Linked DNA regions of Gasterosteus aculeatus: regions 1 and 3 are each linked to region 2. A link is a contact called in public Hi-C data. All regions are on one chromosome and are shown on one strand. The core of a region is the stretch at or near the end of the contact, and the rest is flanking DNA. Distances in the headings are between cores, read along the strand shown. Region 1 holds the start of efnb1 (ephrin-B1). Region 2 overlaps efnb1 (ephrin-B1). Region 3 has its middle 11 kb from the start of LOC100359388.

Evidence for each region. Hi-C and Micro-C count contacts between places; a contact is called where the count stands out from the background.
Region 1: a contact with region 2 is called in a Hi-C map of tail fin, with 1.9 times the contacts expected there. The contact joins the promoter of efnb1 here to the enhancer-like site in region 2. A contact is called at or near these places in 4 of 6 Hi-C or Micro-C datasets (skeletal muscle, tail fin and whole body).
Region 3: a contact with region 2 is called in a Hi-C map of whole body, with 1.7 times the contacts expected there. The contact joins two enhancer-like sites. A contact is called at or near these places in 2 of 6 Hi-C or Micro-C datasets (skeletal muscle and whole body).

What each region holds. Positions count from the first base shown.
Region 1 is chr4:15,362,371-15,365,771 of fGasAcu3.hap1.1, reverse strand. efnb1 (ephrin-B1) reads right to left here and starts at 2,133. Exons shown (of 5, transcript XM_040175606.2): 1 at 711-2,133. The coding sequence starts at 892.
Region 2 is chr4:15,401,545-15,404,934 of fGasAcu3.hap1.1, reverse strand. The region is part of intron 2 of efnb1 (ephrin-B1); the gene reads right to left. Among protein-coding and RNA genes, the nearest start is that of efnb1, 40 kb to the right of the region's middle. Within about 2 kb of position 1,819, at least 4 of the 9 cell types and tissues checked have open chromatin away from gene starts, as enhancers often do.
Region 3 is chr4:15,443,863-15,447,670 of fGasAcu3.hap1.1, reverse strand. No RefSeq gene overlaps it. Among protein-coding and RNA genes, the nearest start is that of LOC100359388, 11 kb to the left of the region's middle. Within about 2 kb of position 1,275, at least 5 of the 9 cell types and tissues checked have open chromatin away from gene starts, as enhancers often do.

The sequences.
Region 1 (3,401 bases), core at 884-3,383, 39 kb after region 2:
AGAAAAAAAATAGTCTGGCTTCAGCTGAGAAACTTAGCCAGAATTTTTAACAGAACATTTCAATATCTCCTGAGCATTTCCTCGTCTGATACGTGAAACCATCTCGCCCCCGTAAATATGTGGGAAAAATCCAAATCCAACTTAGGGAGAGTTGAGACTCAGCGTGGCCCTCACGCACACAATGAAGCCAAGTAGCCCACGTTTAGGGCCCTGAGAGGACAATCGTCCTGGATCCAGCGACCTGAACCACACCTTGGCACACTTGGCAAGCTTTCCACGACCTGTGTCACCCACTCGGCAAATTGCACCAATTAGAAAGAAATGACGAGGAAAGAAGTGGACAAGCTCGCACAGCTCTGCGGAGATAGGCAGACTTTACCCGTGTCTGGTTATAAAAAGGAGGGCGTGAATATAACCATACGTTCTTATGATTAACCATCAATTATAGCAAGGTCCACTGTAAATTGCAGAACACTGCACATTCCGTGTTTCTTTACCCCCCCGCCGGGAAATAATTCAACAGCAACACGGTGAACAAGCAAACAGATTGTGCTCGCCCTTTTCCAAGGGCCACATTGAAGGGACCCAACTGAACATTTAACGCAGCTCGCACACGATGGTAACTTTTCCAGTAATGCCAGTCCTCCATTACGCGCGCGCGCACCCAGCGACTTTTGGCTCGCCGGTACAACATGAAATACGAGACTTACTTGGAATTCTGCGAGCCCCAGATTATAGTCTCCAGCGATTTGGTCGAGGTTAACGCCGTCCTGCACATTAAAATAAAGATCCAGAGGCAATGCTTCCAACAGCCGAGTCCCGCCATTGCGATCGGTGCGCGGACAGTGAGCCAAAAGGGGTCTCGGAGCGTCGGACCGGTGCGCGCGAGCATTCAGTTGTGGTTCGCCCGGTGGGAAGGTGAGCAGCGATCAGTCGGGAGCATGAGAGGTCGTGATCAGATACATGTCCTTCTGTCCAACCGCTGTTTCTCTCCCTCCTCCTCCTCCTCCTCCTTTTTTTAAAAGAAAACCTGCTCCAGACCTCCCGGGCGTCCTAGCGTAAACTGTCCGTGGGACGAGCAGAACCCCTCAGTGTCCCGCTTGACCCGTGGCTGAGGCAACGCGGCCCGTCGCGTCCTTTCGTGCGAGTGGGGGGGGGGGGACCGGACAGCGGTGCGACCCGATGCGCGATGGCACAGATCCTTCACCGGTGGGATAGTTTTTTCTTTTCCGATCTGGAGATTTAATTGGGCGAAGCGCAGGCGTCGCGTCCCTCTCAGAGCTGCGCCGATGGTGCGCGTACCTGCCGCCGTACACAAGCTACAGATGGCCACATTCACCCGTCAGTCACAACTCCGCAGCGCGCCGGGAATCCCGAGGTCCACTTCATTCCACTGTTATCTTTCGCTCCTCCTCCTCCTCCTCCTCCTCAACCTTTGCTATTCTTCCTCGCGAATGAACTGTGCTGCTATTGTAAATATTCCTCGCGGGGGTCCCGGTGCCGTTCCGCGTGCGCGCTGCGCTCCCGCGGGGTCGCCTCTCTAGTCGGCTTGGGGACGTGCTGCGTGACCGCCGCGTTAATTAAACCGCACGTCGTGTTTCGTTGTTGTTGTTCGGTGGCCAACAAACATTAAAAAGGAAAGGGGGGGGGGAAGTGGCGGGTTGAGGTCAGATCAGTCTATCGTTCTGCTCCCGTGGCTCTGAATCGGCTCGTCAACGCGTCCACGCCGGTGTATTTCTCTCTTTTAAAACCCGCTCCAGCCACTCTGCGCTCCGCTGAGTGCAGCGGCTCGAGCTCAACTGTAACCCGAGCCGGAGAGGACCGACGCCGGGGACCGCCCACCGGGTGAGCGGCGGCCAATCACAGCGCGCCGCCCCCACTCGCATGCAGGAAGCGAAGGCATTTATTTATGGGGACGTGGAGGGGCTGCCAGGGGAGGGCGTCTGTTATTGGGTTGACCCCCGGATCTCCACCCCCCCCCCATCCCTCCACTTTAAAAAAATAAAAAAAACGTCGGTCCGAGCCATCGACCCAAATTGAATTGGACTTTAGAGTTATTCGTCATACTGAGAGCTGTGGAGATGGGGAAACGAGCGCGATAGGCTGTTGGAGTATCTGCGTAAAAGTGCCTACTGGAGGAAAAAAAAAAAAAAAAAAGTCCCCTTTAAGCCCAGGACCTGCTTGTCCCTGGAGATCCTGCACTGAGCATGGATGCCGTAACATTCCTGTAATATATCCCTATGAAAACCTCGCAATAGGGAATTATAATTATGCCTGTGGTAGGTAGGTAGGTAGGTAGAGGGAAGAGGGAATTTGAAATATTTTCTCTCGATAAATATACTTGAACGTTAAAGCCTCTCATCATTTACATGATCTTTGGAATGTACTGTAAAGGACAACTGTTATTTTGGTCCTTTCCTTCTATGCGCTGTGAAAGGCATGATGATTAATGGTCTCGTTGGATCTCTTTCTAGTTGTCCCCTTTAGGGATAATGAACTGCATGAGAACTTAGTCTCCAGTGTCCATAGACAATAGACGGTCGGTAGCCTATAGTCATTGGGCCATTCATTCATTGAGGAAGAAATGCTTGACACATAATTGATCATGTCCATGTCTGTGCCCCCTTTGTGGGTCTGTGTGTGTGTGTGTGTGTGTGTGTGTGTGTGTGTGTGTGTGTGTGTGTGGGAAAGAGAGAGAGAGAGAGAGAGAGAGAGAGAGAAATAAGGGGAGAGGGAGGGTTTCTCTTAATTTTGGAGCATTAATTCAATCAATGTCGCCCCCTAATGGCTGGGACGAAATCGATTCATGGAACACAGAAGGTTGGATTCAATATAATTAGAGAGGAGAGATAAGAGAAATTAAGACACGATTTATGGTGCCTGAATTTAGTTGTCATAGTAACCAGCAAACACAGGCCGGTTGGCACAAAGCTGGCATGTGCCCGTCCGACTGTGGGGACGTCTGGGATACCTGATACCTCAGTCACGGATAGAGCCCCGATCCACGGCGAGCCAATGAGACGCCTCCTTTGTGCAACTTTGGGGGAGAAGAAGGGCCCGAGCTCAGCGGTCAATAGGAGCTTCGGCCCAACGAGGACGACGGTATCGATGTAGCGTGCTGTTGTTGGAAGAGATTCATCCAACCGCAGCTTGGGAAGCAGCGGAATTCAAAACACATCATGAGCCAAGCACAACACAACGCGGACCTTTGCCTTGAGAACAGTGCACGTGGCAGAGGACAAACTCATCACCATATACAGCATCCGGTATTGGATCATCCACGCTATTCTACCAAGACATAAAAGCTCTACCAAGTGGAGTACATGTAAGGACAAAGGAAAGCATTGAGCAAGTTTCACGTTCTGTCAAACACGCAGAAGGCAGTTTGATTTATTCCCCCC
Region 2 (3,390 bases), core at 570-3,069:
CGAAAGAGCTGGTCATTGCATGAAGGAATGTTGCTCTTTTTTAATAAAGCGGTTAGGCTCCAAAGCTGCTTTTTTGTATAGTTTAGGGCCCTTTCTGTGGGTGTGTCTCACTGGCCGCAGAGGGGCCACTGGGAGAACAAAAGAACTACAGCTGCTGAAGTCATAAGAGAAACCAGGTGCCAAATGTTGATGTTGGGAAATTTCTACAGCGCAAAACGTGTCAGCCAACAGAAAGCCTCGCCGGGTCAAAGAGCTGGCCCGCAACAAGGGCTCCTGTTCCAATACTACGCATGCACACCGCCGCCAACGCCGCATTCAGATCCATATGTGAATGCACACAGATTTACCCAAGGACGTTCGGGATGGAGCCGAAGAACTGCTCCCGGAGGTGCAGGAGTGGGAGAGACGTGTGAGGGACGACACAAGCTGAGGCTAAGGGGTGACTCGGCGGTCTATATTTGTTCTCAGGTCTGCTAAATGAGGTCACTCAGGTGGTCCTGCTGAATACATCCCTCCTCCCCAACTCCATCATGAATCATCCGCTGCTTATTATTCCTGTCCAGCCCAGGAGGGGCTGCTGGCTTTCATACAGTGGGCATGTGTGTGTGTGTGTGTGTGTGTGTGTGTGTGTGTGTGTGTGTGTGTGTGTGTGCGCTTGCGTACCTGCTCTTGTGCGCAACATCTGCCCTAAAGCAGCGAACGAGGGGGATGGATACAGTGTGTGTGACAGACAGAGAGCAGGTTGTTTAATGAGAAAGTGGATGAGAGGTGACATTCATTGGCTACCTTTCTTTGACTCACACACACACACACAAACCCTCATTCTCCACAGCATTCACACTTCCACTTAGACGAGCCAAGCCTAGCCGGCGTATTCACGGCAACCACCCGCAGTAATAGTGACTACATTTTGAGAAGAAGAAAAAAAAAAAAAAAAAAAGGAAAAAAAGAAGCTCAACAAATAAACAGTCGCAACCAGGATCCCATCGCTCACACTTAGCATCAGGAAAAACAGCAGCAAACAAAGCCGCTCGGATGCCGTTGGAGGCAAAGCACGGGGCTAGACTATCAAACAACAGCGTCACAACAGAGCCGGGCTATTGCTCACACCTGCCATGTTTCCATCTTGGTCTTTGCTTTACATTAGCGCGCCGCATTCAAAGTGGGGGAGAAGGAGCCTATTTGAACATTATATTTCACTCCTGAACGAGCGCAGAGAGCGTTAGATTAGGTTTATGGGCCTGATTCCACAGATTACCCAGCAGATCTGGCATGCATGCGAGCACACGCACACACACACACACACACACACACACGCACACACACACACAGACAGACAGACAGACAGAAGTTGGTAGACTGGAATAATACTGGGGGATCGGGATGTTTGCACTTTGAACCTTTTCTAATCCCGAGTATTAGGCCATGGCTAAAGCCTGATTACTGCACAATGAAATGGATCTAAATAGATGTCTTTGCCTACATTTCTCTGTCCCAGGAATAGAACTGGAAATCAATAATCAACCTCCAACCTCTCGCTCGCACTCAGAACCTTTCACATCATCTCCGATGAACCCTTCCTTCTCGTCCTCCTCTTCAATAATGAAACCCGGCAGACAAAATGAAATAGTCCTATCATGGACTTCATCGCTGCATCTTCATTTTTGCTAATCTTATATCGAATTTGGGTCGGGCTAAACTGTAGATGTTGCCGGTAGCCGCCGCGGCGAGCACGTCGCAGCATTAGTGTCGAGGTTTGAGGTGGTTAGCGGTCCGGTGCACACAACTGTTGCTCGGCTTACTGCTTCAGGATGCAGCCAGAGGGGGAGCTCCTCTCCTGCATCCCGATTAGTCTGCTCTCTCTCTCTCCCTCTCTCTCATACACACTCACACACACACACACACACACACACACACACACGCACGGCTGCACACAACCCCAGTTGAAAATAGTTTTGAAAAATATATACAGACATGTAAGCACTTGGCCCAACGGAAGCAAATACACACTAAAATACACACTGACATGTGCACACACACACACACACACACACACATACTTATTCACACACACCCACACACACAGACACACACACTGGCTGCCTGTGTAGCCAGAAGATCAGGCAGGACTTAAGAGCTCCTCCGACACCAAAATTACAGGCCACCTCTAAGTCCTTCCAGCAGAGAGCAATATGGGATAGCGTGGGGGAGGGTGGGGGGGGGGGGGGGGGGGGGGGTGTGCGTGTGCAGGGGTGAGGTGTTAAGAGAGGGCATGGAAAGAGGGGTGAGGGAGGGCAGGAGAGGAAGCAGGAGATTCCTTTTTTCGAAGATGAGGTAGCGTACGACCCGGGGAGGGGTGAGACCTGATCCGTCTGAAGTGAGCTTGCATGCCAGCGTGTGTGTGTGTGTGTGTGTGTGTGTGTGTGTGCATATGTCGGTAAGGGAATATGGAAGGAGGTGATGAAGTGAGGAGTTAAGAGGAGGAGGAGAGCTCAGTTTGGAAAAAAAGAAGAAGTGGGAGGTGATCTCTCTGTGAAGCGGAGGAAGCATATGCAAGTGTTGGATTGTGTGCGTATCTGCATGTTTTTGTGTGTGTGTGTGTGTGTGTGTGTGTTTCTGCCAGCCCGCGTCTCTTTTACACTCACAATTTCTTACACGCTCCCCTGAATCTCTCATTGTGTGTGTTTTGGCCCCTGTGCATTTGTGTTCATTTGAGTCCGTGTGTGTGGGTGTCCAGTTATAGTATGCTTGCATGCCTGGACAGATATGTGCACAAGTGTGACTTTGTATTCCAGCATGTATATTTACAAATGTTCGGGAACTTGTGAAGTTTCCTTGCTGATCTGTGTGTGTGTGTATTTGTGGTCGCTGTACATCAGTCAAGACAGTCCCACATCACTGAGCCAAAGGTTATGCATGGAGGACTTCCATGGCCTCGAGCTTCAAGACTACTTATGACAGCTTTTAACCTCTGCAGCGGACCTGTCAGCAGCTCCCAAAGTGTCTCTGAGTGTGTGTCTCTACAAGACTCACAGCCTGCAGACACAGAGAGCCTCTGCATCATTTAGCTCAGGGTGTCTGTGTTGCACGTCTCCGGTGTACCCGCCGGTGAGCAGAGCTTTCAACCTTTCTTTTTTTCTCCATTTACCAACTCGGCAAACCCCCTGCGCAGCCTTAAAAAACGTCCATCCACACGCAAAGACCATGAGGAAGGACAACCCAGTTCCTCGTGCACTCAACGAAAGCACATGCGACGGGGCCCTGGACATGCGGAGGTTTTACGCACACGGAGACAGAGACGCACGCGCACACAAACAAACAAAGGTCCGTCTGTCGGATCAGCAGGCGATAAAGGACGCGGAATAACAGGAGGACCTTGGGGAGCGGAGC
Region 3 (3,808 bases), core at 26-2,525, 43 kb before region 2:
TGGCACGTGGCTCAATTCTTCTTGCAGGACCTTCCATAAAACTCCAGCGATGATGTTTTTAACACCGCAACTCACGGCTACAGTGACCGGAAAACAATTAGAAAAGAGGCGGTAAGGTGACACCCCTGAATGGATCGTTTCTGTGGCCTGTCCAGTGGAGGGCCATTCCGACCCAAGCACCAGTCCATTAACAACCAATTAACTTCCTATTAATATTTTACCAGACAGGGCCTCTCTTCCTGACGTGTTTTTAAGGAGCTTTTCCCAGGAGTGTTTGAACATGAGCAGCTTTTAGCGCAGCATAAAGAGGCCTGTGTAATGGGCTCAAGGAGAAGGAGAAGCAACCCGATAGCACCAAGGAGGGGAGACAGACTCCTGCAGCTGGCCTGTCCCAAGCCGGACCCGGGCCCGAGCCGGGACCAACACTTACACACACACACACACACACACACACACAGACACAGACAGACGGCCATGATTTTTGTGTGAGATCACATCACCATAAGTGAGAAAGATTCGATCTGGCTTTCATTTAAGAAATAACAGTAAAGAAATTGAGGGGAGAGAGAGAGTTACAACATGCAACAGAAGGTCCAAAGGTCCTGCCGGGGAACCTTTTGGTTAACGAAGCGCTACATGTTTTTGCAAAGATCTTCCTGATTAGTTTTCCTTTCCATATTGCGGCTGAGGAGCCGCTTTTCTTCCAGGTTTCCCATGAAATAAAGTCTTAAAACAGGAATATACACCTGATCTGCCCTGTAAGGTCGTTTTGGGTGGACATTCAGAACTAGATCAGGAAACTCCCTGCTCTGAGACAAACAGAAAAAGAGAGGAGGAGAACGAGGGAGGGGGGAGGCAGAAAGAGAGAGAGAGAGAGACCATTATGACTACAGCCCGAGGCTACTCCCAACGGAGAAGGCATTTGTCTTCACTTGAAAGTATGATTTATTTTTCCACAAGTCAGAAGGGTTATGTTTGTCACCGCACAGTGAAAACGACTTTTGGAAATAGCAGCGGAGGCAGAAATGGAAAAAGAAATAATAAAAAAAAGGCTTTTCTTATGCCCTCCGCTTTCAAAGACTTCGTCTCCGTGGTAACCGCGTTCAAGATCGCTTTCAGTCTTCATTAACTTTAGGTAATCATACTGAACCTTGCGTCTGATTTATCGGCAGGAGGAGCATGTGTGTGTGTTGATGATTAAGAGAACGGGGGGGAATGGTGGAAGAGAAGGGAGGGGGGGGGGGGGGGGATGTGGTTGTATCAGGTTCCTTCCACTGGGTGTAGATGTGGTCTTAGATTTCTCTCTGGGCTGCTGATTAACTGGGTGCATGTGTGTGTGTGTGTGTGTGTGTGTGAGAGAGAGAGAGAGAGAGAGAGAGAGAGAGAGAGAGAGAGGGAGAGGGAGAGGGGGGGGGAGATCTGGGAAAGCACTGAGGAGGAGAGGAACTTCAGCTTTAATTTCCCCCAGCTCCACATATTACACCCCCGCGCTCTCTGTTTTTATTGGAACAGAGACCTGAAAACACCAAGTGTTTATGAAGCATTAAAACAAGGCGGGGAACTCGAGTGTGGAATTATAAATCTATACATTTGGCTCTGTCTCCCACGAGCAGGATTAATCCTTTTATGTCGGATTCCGTGTGTTTTACGAAAGACAGATGATCAGAGTGAGAGATCACGTTCATCACCTCGACGGGAGGCTGGAGAAAACAGTCCTTCGAGGAAGGGTGGCGGGGTTGGGTGGGCGGATGGATGCGGCACTTTGGGGGGGTGGGGTGCAGACTGAAGGAGTAACCGTGCATCACCCTGTTTGAACACACGGAGCGGGCGAGGAGGCCGCGTTACACCCTACGAACAGTGAGCTGTCAACCACGTACGAAGGGACCACGCGTGCTATGGATTACTCACAGAGAAGCGCCGACGGCCTCCATACCTGGAGACACATTAGCTGGCTCTAATTAGAATAAACGCTCGGATGTTTTTGCTTGCGGGCCTCGTCTCGTTCCCCTTGCTGTGTTTCCATCTCGAACGTCGCCTTCTAGGCTTCTCTTTCTCCCTCCTTCTCTGCACTCAGTTGACTCTCCTCTCGCTCCTTTTTGCCTTGTATCTGTCGCTGGGGGAGCAGTGGAACACCACTAGCTGTGACACAATCAGTGTCTGCCCATGCTCCAGCCATCTCCCCCAAGTTCATTATCTGTAAACAGTGTCCATGCCCCCCCCCCCCCCCCCACCTCCTCCCAGTCTCAGCCAAACGCGATGTGACAGCGCCGCCAGGGCCCTCATTTACAGCCATCACAGGACAGATTTCCCCCCTTCCCTCAGCCGGCTCCCCCTCGCTTGGTTTTTCTTTTTCTCTGCGTGAGCCGGTGAGCGTGTTGGCGGCGCTCCATTCACCGAAGGAAGGATGCACGTATCTGTGTGTCGGAGCAGGCGAAAGCCGGACCAGGAACATTTGCTCTGTCGGTACCGATCCTTCAAACGACGTGTTGCGACGATGCTGCCCCTTTATGTCCGCCCCTCTCGCTCACACTGTATGTGTGCATATTTCAAGTAAGGTCCTTCCTTTTCTGTGGCCGTGCTTTTTGGAACACCCTAGGGCAGGCACAGCTGCCACACACACACACACACACACACACACACACACACACACACACACACATACACGTACTATTGTAACGTTCCGTGTCAATAAAGAGCCAGTTTCTTATCACTCGGGTTTATTGTTGCCTGTTGTCGGCCACAGCCACGCCATTCCACAACACCCGGTCATCATTTTAGTCAGAACTCAACTTCCCCTTCTTGTGCTCCCAGACTACCCACATTACCCCGGAAGGGGCGGTACCCCAACCCTGGCCTACGTAACAGTAACATTAATCAGAACCATATACATGTATGAACTTAAGGCACGCTACACTATGATACCTTGTCCATTCTCTTCTTTCCTCTAAATATTGCACTTTTAGTTGTAGCCTCAGGCATCGGTTCTGTCTCATCCTGGGAAGGTCAAACAGAGACGCACACACCCATGGATTTTAAATATCTCTGAGGCTGAGATAGTTTTACGGGGAAATCATGTTACGGGTCAAACGATTGAATCATTAATGGGGGGGGGCGGTGCAATAACAATCGGCCCTTGTCTGTTGTGATTCCGACGGGATATTCACATGGCCTTTCTCCACCTAACCTGATACTGCCGTGTTACGATCCAAATCCAATAGTGCAGACTTGGCAAAAGGATCCCCCCCCCCGCCCCCCCTACTGTTTCGAGAGAGCGTCTTCGGTCTGCCTTCACAGTGGAGAGTATTAGAGAGTCTGTATAGACTATCGACTGCCGTGCCACATTTCCAAGGACGAGGCAACACATCTTCATCAAAACAGTCATGGTAAAGTAATTCACAATCATAGGACTCTTTGACTATACACTGCTCTATCGATAGTGTGTAACTTCTTTGTGCATGTATCCAGTATCATAATGTATGTGTGTGTGTAATCTGGCATTCCTGACACACTAATCTTCGCTCCTTTTTCACAGTGCCAAATATGGATTCAGAGCATAACTTCAAATCAACCGAGCAGAATCCGGAGCGCATTCATTGACTCGAGTTGTGGATATGAAAGCGGACGATTCCGCGTTCCCACATCTGCATGTGTGAAGAGCCACACTCGGAGCGATGCGAGTGAACTCAACACACGGGAGATTCAGTTGAAAGAGACGTGTGCAGCTCTGAGCGAGGCGGTTCGAGTCCCCCGGGCCCGAGTGGAAATCCGTGTTGTTGTAAAGAAAAAATAATAACAACCCCGCTGATGG